Regions from separate parts of the Mus musculus genome. Here region 1 is linked to region 2. The links are chromatin contacts, called in public Hi-C maps. All regions are on one chromosome and are shown on one strand. The core of a region is the stretch at or near the end of the contact, and the rest is flanking DNA. Distances in the headings are between cores, read along the strand shown. Region 1 holds the start of Slco1b2 (solute carrier organic anion transporter family, member 1b2). Region 2 has its middle 40 kb from the start of Slco1b2.

The links. Hi-C and Micro-C count contacts between places; a contact is called where the count stands out from the background.
Region 1: a contact with region 2 is called in a Hi-C map of liver, with 5 times the contacts expected there. The contact joins the promoter of Slco1b2 here to the enhancer-like site in region 2. A contact is called at or near these places in 1 of 39 promoter capture datasets (liver), 4 of 484 Hi-C or Micro-C datasets (all in liver), 2 of 115 datasets of contacts at active chromatin or transcription factors (both in embryonic stem cells) and 2 of 9 other capture datasets (adipose tissue and liver).

The regions. Positions count from the first base shown.
Region 1 is chr6:141,625,854-141,632,316 of GRCm38.p6, reverse strand. It overlaps Slco1b2 (solute carrier organic anion transporter family, member 1b2), which reads right to left and starts at 2,799. Exons shown (of 16, transcript NM_020495.2): 1 at 2,761-2,799.
Region 2 is chr6:141,586,804-141,592,965 of GRCm38.p6, reverse strand. No RefSeq gene overlaps it. Among named protein-coding and RNA genes, the nearest start is that of Slco1b2, 40 kb to the left of the region's middle. Within about 2 kb of position 1,830, at least 19 of the 459 cell types and tissues checked have an H3K27ac peak or open chromatin away from gene starts, as enhancers often do. A contact at or near this core is called in embryonic stem cells and liver, where this site is marked.

The sequences.
Region 1 (6,463 bases), core at 1,550-4,049, 38 kb before region 2:
TATATATATATATATACATATACATATACACATATATATGTATATATATATGTGTGTGTTTAGTTTATATATTTGTTATATATATAAAATATATAATTTTACACATACATGTATATGAATCAACAAAATATTGAGGTCTCATCACTCATATAAATGTGAATAAATATAAAATAATGTAGACCACAGAAATGTATGCCTGTGTATAAACAAACTCCAGCCATTCCACTTTTCTCCCAGGTTTCTGCCATCCTAGTACCCACTTCGTTTCAGCTCCTGGGTAAGGGGCAGGAACCACAAATCAATCATATTTTGTGTTAAGGTCATCATAAGTATACCAACAATTTCTCATGCATGTCTTTGTTCAGTATTAAACATTAGGAAAAGGCTTTTTTCCAAGTAATCTCAAGTAGGCATGGCTTGTGCAGTAAACTGTCTTTTTTTGTTTTACACCTAACTTTCATATATATTTCCAGACTCCTGAGGACAGCTGTCTTCAGCCTTCCCATCCTTCAATGGGTTAACTTCTTATCCTGCATCCTTGCCTGCCTCCCATGCACACTCTACCTGGCCTTCGAATCTTTCAGGGATCCCTATACTGTACAAAACGCAATTTATACTCTCCATTTAGTGTCTTCACTGTCTACACCCAGCACTTGTTTAAAGTTTTATTTTCAATTCACTCACAGAGAGACCTCTGTACGTGGAGTCACTGTCTCAGAGGAGCACTCTCCACCCTTTGGAATTTCCTTCCTAACATGAAGTCTCCCTCATCTCAAGGTTTTGCATCTTCCCCAAGCATCTCTTTCCAATGTTGTCTTTTAAAACAAGAAAAGGAAAAGAAGAACATTTCTAGAGATGGTCTTAGCTGCTAGTAAGATGCAATAAACTTAGAATCAAGACTAGAATGTGCCCACTCGTCATAATACTAAGTAAAGGCAACGTAAAAAGAAAAAAAAAATGAACTTTCATAATTACACTAAAAAGAGAAATAGACCAGAGGTAATTTTGTGTTCAAAAAAAAAAAACATTTAGATCCAAGGATAAAGTCACAAGTGTGCACTATGATAAGGCAAGAACATGTAAAAACTGTTGCTTTCAACTTATAGAGTATATTATAATGAAATGCTGCTTTGAACTTAATATCAACATCCTCTGTAACTCTCATTCTATGTAACATTTTATCTCTGAGGTAATTTTCTAAAGAATTTTTTGCCTAAGAAGGTATAAAAAGACTAGATAAAAGAAAAATGAAAAAAGAAACAATCCCTTCAGATCTCGTATTCATGGAGTGACTGCACCAGCCGAGCACCATGTTCTGGATTTCCCTCCATTCTCAGACCAACTAACTGAGTAAACCTTTTTTTTGTTTGTTTGTTTGTTTTTCCAGACAGGGTTTCTCTGTATAGCCCTGGCTGTTCTGGAACTCACTCTGTAGACCAGGCCGGCCTCAAACTCAAAAATCTGCCTGCCTCTGCCTCCCAAATTCTCGGATTAAAGATGTGCGCCACCACTGCTCGGCCTGAGTAAACTTCTAAAACCTTGTGGGGGAGGATAAACAACAAAAAGTTTAGAAAAACAAACAAACAAACAAACTTGTTGTTCCCTGTTTCCCATGAACATTAAGCTGCAAACTAAAGTATGAGTAGCCTGGAGATGAGAAAGTCAGTCTGGATTTGAGTCACATGATAAAATGTTTCTGTATTTTGTAATTTGAAGCCTTTTGGAGGTATGGGATGGAATTTTATCTGAATGTGTTGTTTTTGTTTGTTTGTTTGTTTGTTTGTTTGTTTTTGACTCTAAATGACTTCAAAGATAATTCCAAACAATAAGTGTTTACAAATGACCACAGACATTTGAATGCACTATGCCAATCTTCCCTGAGGAGAAGTCAGTCTTCCAGGGTAAATTGCAGGTAAGCAGTGGCAGCCTCTGGTTCCATGCATCTGCGTTTATTATTCAAGGGTCACAGGATACAACACAGACAAGGAGCTATCTATCCCAGGAACCAAGGAGGAAAATAAGCAGTGTGCACCCACACCTCTCCTAAGAGGTTGGGGACTCCAGAGCCCCATCTTACTTTGACAAACAATTTTCTTATCACCTTTGTAAACGGAAGAAGAAAAGAAACATTCCTCGAGATCCCCTTGTGCTGGCAGCTATCATAGTCATAATTTTAAAATCTTTGAATTGGAAATAAAGCCATCAGGAAAGCTCTTCATGGTCCCTCCACCTGATTCACACAGAAGATGGCATCTGAGGGGTTGCAGAGTCTGCTAAGAGGCAGTTGGGCCCTGCCTATTCCTATTTGTCATCTAGCTCTGCACCCTCCTTTGTCCAGGTCAGAAGAAGTTGAGAGAGAGAGAGAGAGAGAGAGAGAGAGAGAGAGAGAGAGAGAGAGAGAGAGAGAGAGAGAGAGAGAATTCATCATTCTGTGTGGTTGGTAAAATAATTGTCTATAGAGAATGTTAAGGAGGTAACCCATGGTTCACTGATCCCAGCCAGAAGTTCCATTTGTCTAAGCATAACTGGAAATTAATTTTCAAACTCTGTTTTAAATTACCTATTACTTGCTATAATTTGGGACTGTGGAAACCTGAGCCACATCTATCTCCTGAAGGGGTTGGTAACAGGTTCTGAGAGCTGCACAGACGAGCCAAGCCATACCATCTTCTACCAGGTACTACGAGCTCCCATATATTCCCTCTGTATTGAGAAAAAAAACACTGAAGACATGATGAAAGCAGTCGCAAAGCATCTTACCTGAACTCAGGCTTCTACAACAAGTGTGGCATGTCTAACCTGCACCTGATCTGAAAGTCCCACTTTAAAGCCTCTCTGCTTTTTTTCAGTTCAGTGATGATTAACTATCTCTTCAGGTCACTGTCCTACACAAATAGGAAAAAGAAGGAAAAAAACCAGGAAGAAAGAAGCAAACAAAGATCTAGGTAGGAATTATTTGATCCAGACTCCTGTGTTTTAAAGACTGTATTTAAAACTTCTCAGAATGTACACATTATATTTTTATACTTTATATTATACAAGTGCCAAAATAACAAACTTTGTTTTTAGAAGTGGCTTGCAACTTTCATCCAATTGTATTGGTTGCACATTAGTATCTTTGATAATTTATATGAATACAACATATTACCCACTACTTAAAAGCATTCAATGTAATTCTGAAAAAGAAGCCAGGTTAATTCATGTTCAAAAGAAAATTGACTTTATGTGGAAGTCTTTGATCCACTTGGACTTGAGCTTTGTACAAGAAGATAAGAATAGGTCTATTTGCATTCTTCTGCATGATAACTGCCACGTGAGCCTGCACCATTTGTTGAAAATGCTGTCTTTTTTCCACTGGAAGATTTTAGCTCCTTTGTCAAAGATCAAGTGACCATAGGTGTGTGGGTTCATTTCTGGGTCTTCAATTCTATTCCATTGGTCTACCTGTCTGTCATTGTACCAGTACCATGCAGTTTTTATCACAATTGCTCTGTAGTACAGCTCGAGGTCAGAGATGGTGATTCCACCAGAGGTTCTTTTATTGTTGTGAATAGTTTTTGCTATCCTAGGTTTTTTGTTATTCAAGACGAATTTACAAATTGCCCTTTCTAACTCTATGAAGAATTGAGTTGGAATTTTAATGGGGATTGCATTAATCCTGCCAATCCATGAGCATAGGAGATCTTTGCATCTTCTGAGATCTTTGAATTCTTTTTTCAGAGACTTGAAGTTCTTGTCATACAGATTTTTCACTTGCTTAGTTAGAGTATTTTATATTATTTGTGACTATTGTGAAGGGTATTGTTTCCCTAATTTCTTTCTCAGCCTGTTTGTCTTTTGTGTAGAGAAAGGCCACTGATTTGTTTGAGTTAATTTTATATCCAGCTACTTCACTGAAGTTATTTTTTAATTAGATATTTTCTTCATTTACATTTCCAATGCTATCCCGAAAGTCCCCCATACTCTCCCCCCCACACTCTCCTACCCACCCACTCCCACTTCTTTGCCCTGCTGTTCCCCTGTACTGAGGCATATAAAGTTTGCAAGACCAATGGGCCTCTCTTTCCAAAGATGGCCAACTAGGCCATCTTCTGATACATATGCAGCTAGAGACACGAGCTCCGGGGGGGGGGGGGTACTGGTTAGTTCATATTGTTTTTCCACAGGTTGCAGACCCCTTTAGCTCCTTGGATACTTTCTCTAGCTCCTCAATTGGGGGCCCTGTGATCCATCCAATAGCTGACTGCGAGCATCCACTTCTGTGTTTGCTAGGCCCTGGCATAGCCTCACAAGAGACAGGTATATCTGGTTCCTTTCAGCAAAATCTTGCTAGTGTATGCAATGGTGTCAGCGTTTGGAGGCTGATTATGGGATGGATCCCCAGGTGTGGCAGTCTCTAGATGGTCCATCCTTTCGTCTCAGCTCCAAACTTTGTCTCTGTAACTCCTTCCATGGGTGTTTTGTTCCCAATTCTAAGAAGGGGAAAAGTGTCCACATTTTGTCCTTCATTCTTCTTGAGTTTCGTGTGTTTTGCAGATTGTATCTTGTATCTTGGGTATTCTAAGTTTCTGGGCTAATATCTACTTATCAGTGAGTACATATCATGTGAGTTCTTTTGTGATTGGGTTACCTCACTCAGGATGATGCCCTCCAGGTCCTTTTTGGTCCTATTTCTAAACCAACCCTGACTCCCCTCCCCAACTCCTCTCCAACCCATTTCCCTCCTTCCATCTGCCTCTTATGACTACTTTATTTACCCTTCCAAGTGAGATTCAAGCATCCTCACTTGTGCCTTCTACCGTTTTTTACCTTCTGTGGGTCTGTGGAGTGTAGAAAGGATATTCTGTATACTATGACTAATATGCACTTGACTGTAAATACAATGTATGTCCTTCCATTTGCCTACAAAATTCATAATGTCTTTGGTTTTAATAGCTGAATAGTATTCTGCTGTATAGATACACCACATTTTCTTTATCCATTCTTCAGTTGAGGAACATCCAGGTTCTTTCTCATTTCTGTCTATTATGAATAACACTGCTATGGACATTACTGAGCAATTGTCGATGGGAGATGGTGGAGCATCTTTTAGGTATGTACCCAGGAGTGGAATAGCTGGGTCTTAAGGTAGAACTATTCCAAGTTTTCTGAGAAACCATCGAATTGACTTCAAAGGTAGTTTTACAAGTTTGCACTTTCACCAGCAATGGGAGAGTGTTGTTCCCTTTGCTCCACATTATTGCCAACATGTGCTATTTCTTGAGTTTTTCATTATAACCATTCTTATGGCTGTAAGATGGAAGCTCAAAGTTGTTTTGGTTTATACTTCCCAATGACTAAGTACTTTGATCATTTCTTTAAATGTTTTTTGGTCATTAGAGATTCCTCTGTTGAGAATTCTCTGTTTAACTCTGTACCCCATTTTTTAATTGGATTATTTAGATTATTCTTAACTAGCTTCTTGAGTTCTTTATAAATGTTGGACATTAGCCTTTTGTCAGATGGAAGTTTGGTGAAGATCCTTTGTCAATCTTTTGGGTTCTGTGATGGTTTATATATGCTCAGCCCAAGGAGTGGCACTATTAGAGGGTGTGGCCCTGTTGGAGTAGGTGTGTCACTCTGGGTGTGGGCTTTAAGACCCCAATCCTAGCTGCCTATTGGGCAGTATTCTACTAGCAGACTTCAGATAAAGATGTAGAACTCTCAGCTCCTCCTGCGCTATGCCTGCCTGGATGCTGCCATGTACCCATCTAGATGATAATGGACTGAACTTCTGAACCTATAAGGCAGGCCCAATTAAATGTTGTCCTTATAGGAGTTGCTTTGGTCATGGTGTCTGTTCACAGCAGTAAAACCCTAACTAAGAAAGGTGCCATTTTGTCCTATTGACAGGGTCCTTTGACTTACAGACGCTTTGCATTTTCATGAGGTTCCTTTTATCAATTGTTGGTCTTAGAGCCTGAGCCATTGGTGTTCTTTTCAGAAAGTTTTCTCCTGTATCAATGCATTCAAAGCTATTTCTCACTTTTTCTTCTATGAGATTTGGTTTTATATTGAGGTCCTTGACCCACTGAGACTTGAATTTTGTGCAGGGTAATAAATATGAATCTATTTTTCATTCTTCATGTAGACATCCAGTTGTACCAGCACCATTTGTTGAAGATGCTTTCTGTTTTCATTATATAGTTTTGGATTCTTTATGAAAAATCAAGTGTCCATAGATGTCTAGGTTAATTTCTGGATTTTTTATTCAATTCCATTGATCAATATATCTGTTTTTGTTCCGATGCCATGAACTTTTTATCACTATTTCACTGTAGTAAGTTTGAAGTCATGGATTGTTATTCTTCCCAAAGTTCTCTTATTGTTCAGAATTGTTTTGGTTATCCTGTTTTTTTTTCTTTTCTTTTTCCATATGAGGTTATTTGATCTTTTAAAGTCTATAAAAAAATTGTGTTGAAAC
Region 2 (6,162 bases), core at 581-3,080:
AGGCTAGAATTCTACCAGACTTTCAAAGAAGAACAAATACCAATAATTATCAGATGTTTTTACAAAATAGAAATAGAAGGAACATTGCCAAATTCATTTTATGAAGTCACAATCACTATGATCGCCAAACCACACAAAGATTCACCAAAGAATTACAGACAAATTTTCCTCATGAAATTGTTGTAAATACACTTAATAAAATTCTTATAAACTGAGCCCAAGAGCACAACAAAAATGTCAACCACCATGATCAAGTAGGTTTCATTCCAGAGACACACTGATGGTTAAACATGAAAATCTACCAATGTAATCCATCATATAAACAAAATTAAAGAAAAACAAATGCATGATCATCTCATTAGATGCTAAAAAACCCTTTGACAAAAATCCAACACCCTTTCATAATAAAGCACTAGAATATATCAGGTAATAACAAAACGTATTAAAGGCAATATACAGCAAGCTGATAGCCAACATCAAATTAAATAAATAAAAAAGCAACTCTATTAAAATTAAAAACAAGACAAGACTGTCCACTATTCTCCTATCTATTCAATATAGTACTTGAAGTTCTGGATAAACCAATAAGACAACTAAAATAGATCAAGAGGATACAAATTAGAAAAGAAGTCAAAGTATTGTTATTTGCAGATGAGAGTATAGTATATAAGTAACCAAAAAATTCTGCTGGGGGACCCCCACAGCTGATAAACACCTTCAGCAAAGTGGCTGTATATGTCAAGAGCCATAATGGGACAAGCTAATAACTAGCAGGTGATCATCCTGAAGTGGCCTGCCTCGGATAATTATATAATCAGTGACAGGTGAGCCCTCATTAAACAAGGCTATGAGGGACTCATTTTTGGAAAGATTCCTGTTATTAATATGCTTTTCCTGTTATAATTCAGCATATATAACAATCACTAAGTAGGAGCACACCCCTTTGGAGCAGATCTCTACAGATACATGAAGATGTACTATCTTGTAGTGATGCTATATAGACAAATAGATGACTTAAGTCTTAATGATGACCCTATAAGAATTCCTAAAATTATATCTGTGATTATTAAGCTCTTTTATTCATAGGACTGCTATTAGGTCCTTTTCTGATAGTCAAAGCTGCAATGAGACCTCTGTCAGTCTCTGCCTCGGACTGGCCTCAGTCAGCCCCTCAATCCGCAGGAGAATCAGGGTCCCAGTACAGGTGCGCAGGAGTCGGCGAAAAGGTGACAAACAGACACAAGCACAAGGGAATGTTGTATCTGAACGTAATTTGTCAAAGTGAGCATCAGACTTATATATTACAGAAGAAAACAAAGAAGTTAGGTGACATAACAGCCAAGGTACATTGAAGTTATCTGACACAAAACAGAGAAATGCATTCAAAAGACTGGCAGGAACCAGGCAATGTTTACCATTGAGATAAGATCAGCCCTACCTAAAGTCAGCTAATGACAGGGGCCAGGTGAAGATTTCAAACCCTAGTCACAATTTATGCTATTCCTCTGAGCCTTGTGAAAGCTTGCACCAGGGGGTTCTGCTCTAGCAGACCTTTTCATGAATAATGCAATACTGTAGTTCTTTTTTAAACCACAACCCTCCTTTTACCTAGGCCATGGTAAATTCTTGCATATGGGAGTAACTTGGCTGCTCTTTTAAGTATCTGTAGGGAATCTCCATTTGTCAGAAGAAGTCACCAACTTTCCTCTAATATGCAATGTAGTTTGCCATACCTGACTGTAATGAAGATTCTAAGTATACTTTGCTAAGCTTGCCCTGAGAATACTAGCTCCTGTCTGGCAAACTGAGATGCCTGATTACTAACTGTCAACACTGGGACATGCCACCTGGGTGAATAACATTCTTACAAAATTCCAAGCCCAGGGTCAGCTCAAAGACTGCCTAGGACATTGGTGAAAGCCAGGGAGTAAAGTTCAACCTGATTTAGGTATTATTAAAACCATTTCTTGGAGGCACCTATAATAAAACAAATACTGAAAGAAAGCACACAGATCCATTCACTGACCAACGCAGGGACAGGTTTGGAGCATTCATGCCAAGGTTCCAGGAGACTGAGTTTCCATGAAACTCTTTGCCTCGGGACTGCAACCAAGCCTTTAGGCCCATCACACAGACTTCACTGGAGTGGGTGTGGCCAGGCTCCTAAGTGTTAGCATTTAATTGTTCTTAGGTGGTAACCAGACTTTCTCCTACCCAGAGCACATTCCAAGAGATTGTAAAACAATTAACCAAAGATCATTAAAAGGGAACTAACGATTTATTGTAGGTGTTAGGCCAGAAAATAAAGTATCGACTGGGTTTATCTATACAAAACTTCACTAACAACTTAGTTATGGTTTTAACCCTTCAGTGAACCTGTGGATCTGAAACAGGTGATGGATATGCATGTGAAAATTCACTGTGGTAAACTTCTATTTCAATTTATGGTTTGATTATTTTTGTGTGAACTTCTGATGAACTTTGTAACATGTGATCATGTATTCTGGAAGATGTATAAGTACTGAGGACAAAGAGATGAGAGAGATCAATAGAGGAGTCTTTTTTTGCCTATCCCCACTTAGACTTGAATCTTTCTTTTCCCTTTAACCACTTAGAGAATTTTCCCTCCCCCCACCCCCACTTAGGATCTTTCGCTTGTCCTCTTAAATAGTTTTCATGGGAAACTTTTTACAACTTAGTAATAAACTTCTTTAAGAGTCTTCTCTTCCTGCAGTTTCTGACTAACAGGCTGAAAGTTAGAGCCTGCTAAGTTCCTGCTGAGGTAGAACAAAGGCTGCATTGCTTAATCCTCCTCTGTTAGGCTACAGGTGTTAATAACCCAAGCCAGCAGTCTTTTACCCTCAGAAAGAGCAAGAAAGTTTTTAGGACTTCTTAGAAGTTATCATTAGCAGTTTAGTATAATTAGAGAGCTAGAAAGCCCCAGATCCTCAGACTTTAAAGCCATCACCAGAGTCCTACTCTGTGACTCCTTGGCCTCGACCTGGGGGCTCCTGGCATAGATAGAAGATTAACTCAGAGAAATAAGTAGCCTTCCTATACATGAATGATAAATGAGTTGAGAAAGAAGTAAGGCAAACAACACCCTTCACAATAGCAACAAATAATTTAAAATATCTTCTTGTAACTCTAACCAAGCAAGTAAAAGACCTGTATGATAAGAACTTCAAGTCTTTGAAGAAAAAAATTGGGCATGATATCAGAAGACTGAACTATCTCCCATGTTCATGGATTCATAGGATCACCATGGTAAAAATGACCATCATATCAAAAGGAATCTACAGATGCAACAGGATCCCATCAAAATTCTAAAACAATTCTTTATAGGACTTGAAAAAGTGATACTCAACTTCATATGGAAAAACAAAAAATCCAGGATAGCTAAAATAATTATGTACAGTAAAAGAACTTCCCTGATTTAAAGCTCTACTACAGAGTTATGGTAAAATACACACACACACACACACACACACACACACACACACACAGAGAGAGAGAGAGAGAGAGAGAGAGAGAGAGAGAGAGAGAGAGAGAGAGAGAGAGAGAATGAATATTGGTAGAATAGAAACAAAGACCTAGACATAAATCCACACCTATTTTTGACAAAGAAGGCAAAACAACTCAAAAAACCATCTTCAATAAATGGTGCTGGTCTAACTGGATGTCTGCATGTAGAAGAATGAAGGCCCAGTCCAGTGAGCAGAGGGATGAAGATATGAAGATATCTCTCTCTCTCTCTCTTTCTCTTTCTCTCTCTCTCTCTCTCTCTCTCTCTCTCTCTCTCTCTCTCTCTCTCTCTCTCTCTCTCTCTCTCTCTCTCTCTCTCTCCCTCTCTCTCCTTTCTGTTTCCTCCCATCTACAAGACAAGTTCTTCAAGTTCATAAAGATAAACTGGGGAACAATTATCACAGGGATTCAGGAGTGTTGAGAAGTGGTCAGGTGTCTAAAATGCTTTTGCACCCAAGGAGAGCAGAAGGGTTAACACATACTGACTTGGTGATGTCATAGGCACACATTAGATAAGGTTTTGAGGAGGTCCACACAAGGCAGGAGCAGGGGATAGGTCGAAGAGAAGAGGAATGCCTTGTGCTTTTCTTGTGGGTAAGGATCCATGGAGGTAAGTATCTTTTCCAATTGAAATCTTTCCTTCAATGGGACAAATCTTCTTAGGGGGATTAAGATCTGTTATGGGGAGGGGGTTTTGTGGGCATTCATTCCTCCAATGCCCTATCTCTCCACATTTGAAGCAGATTCCTTCTGTTTTTTACTACTGCTTCAAATGCCTGAGCCACAGATGTAATCCTGAGTGATGTGGTTCCTATATCTTGGTTTGTCACAGTCTGCCTATAGTGGTTGTCCACCTGGAGACCCTGCCAGGCCAGTCTGGGTACAAATATCATGCCTTCCCACACAATGGTTTTAAGAAGATCTCTGGTGTGGGGTTGGGGATTTTTCTTTCCAGACTTGTGTTCTAGATCTGAGAATAAAATCAAATACACACACACACATACACACACACACACACACACACACACACACAGAGAGAGAGAGAGAGAGAGAGAGAGAGAGAGAGAGAGAGAGAGAGAGAATGAGAATGGAGGAGGTTGGGTCTTGTGAACCTGGGAGTGGGATGAGACTATCTCAAGCTTGGGTTGCACTGAGGCATACCTGTTGATAATACCCTGCTAGCTGTGTTGCCTGTTATGCTCTATTGGAAAAGTCTTTCTGGCCAAAGAATTCATCAAAGCCTGAAGAGTTCATCTACTAATAGGGCCTCCCATTCCAAGAACAATTGGGCCAGGCAGGAAGGAGCAGCAAATATCCCTCCAACCTTGGGACGTATTAGGTAGTCAATATGGCTCTGTAGGATTTTGTCCAGGGTGCATGGATGCCATCTTCCTTCATTGCCTGCATGAGTTCTTTTAGGCCCAAGGCTTGGAATGGGTACCAGTTGAGTGGTTTTGTTCTATAGGGATTAATATTAATGGGGAATGCTCACGTGTTTTAGGGTTCTAGTTCCATATTAGAGTCCTGGGTAGCATAGGAGTTGGAGTTTGTTTTTGCAAGGAAGTCACAAAAATTACAAAGTTTCTGTGTGGTAGATGGTTGGGAATAGAGGACTATAGCATTTAGTGGTGGTTGTTGTTGTTGTTGTTGTTGTTTGTCTAAGAATTTTGTAGGTTTTGGCTTTTGTGGCTCAGGGAAAGGGGAGGAGAGATATCTATCTCTGGTTGGGTGAGGAAGATGGAGTAGAGGGAGAGGCTGGTGGAAGCTCACTTGTTTTTCTAATTGAGCCCTGTTCTTGGGTGAGGGAGGGAGCAGGTGGAGCAGATGATTTATTTAGAATTACCTCTGAGGGATAAGGAGGTAAGGGTGGGTAAATGGATTTTATTTCCCTTATTAGTTGGGTAAGGGCTGTGAGATCTGAAATAGGTAGTCTTTAGGACCTTCATCTGGCTGAGGGGGCTCAGGGGCTGTGTTGCTATCAGCCTGTTCTATTTTAGATGGCCATAGGCATTGCTTAGTTGTAGTTAAGATCAGCAAAATAAATAAATAAATAAATAAATAAATAAATAAATAAATAAATAAATAAATCATGGGAGGGGGAATCTTACCAGGCTTCCTCTCATGGTCCAGTCCCACAAGGAGGGAGTTGAGGGAAGGAAGGCTTAAGTAGAGATGGAACTGGGTAGATGGGCACACAAAGGGTATATTGGCCACTTTTCTGTTGTGTTAAAACATTCTGATCAAAAGAAGCTTCAAGAAGAAATGGTTTGTTTTGGTTTTTTGGTTCCCAGGGAATAGAGTCCAACATAACGAGGGGAGGCATGGTTGGGAAGCCATATTTCCACACACACATATGAGAAAAGAGACAGAAACGGAAGCGGAGTGAGGCCATCAACTCACAAAGCCCATCCTCAATTATGTACTTTCTTCAGCAAAGCTACTCATCCTAAAGGTTCTATAATGTTCCCAATGTACAGTAAACTGGGTCCCAACTGCAAAATACCTGAGCCCATGGAGTTCATGGAGTTCATTTCTCATTCAGACTACCTCAAAGTGGCAAGGAATTAAAGGAAGCTAAGTGTGTATGATAAAACACATGGACACTTGAGAGAGAGAGAGAGACAGAGACAGAGACAG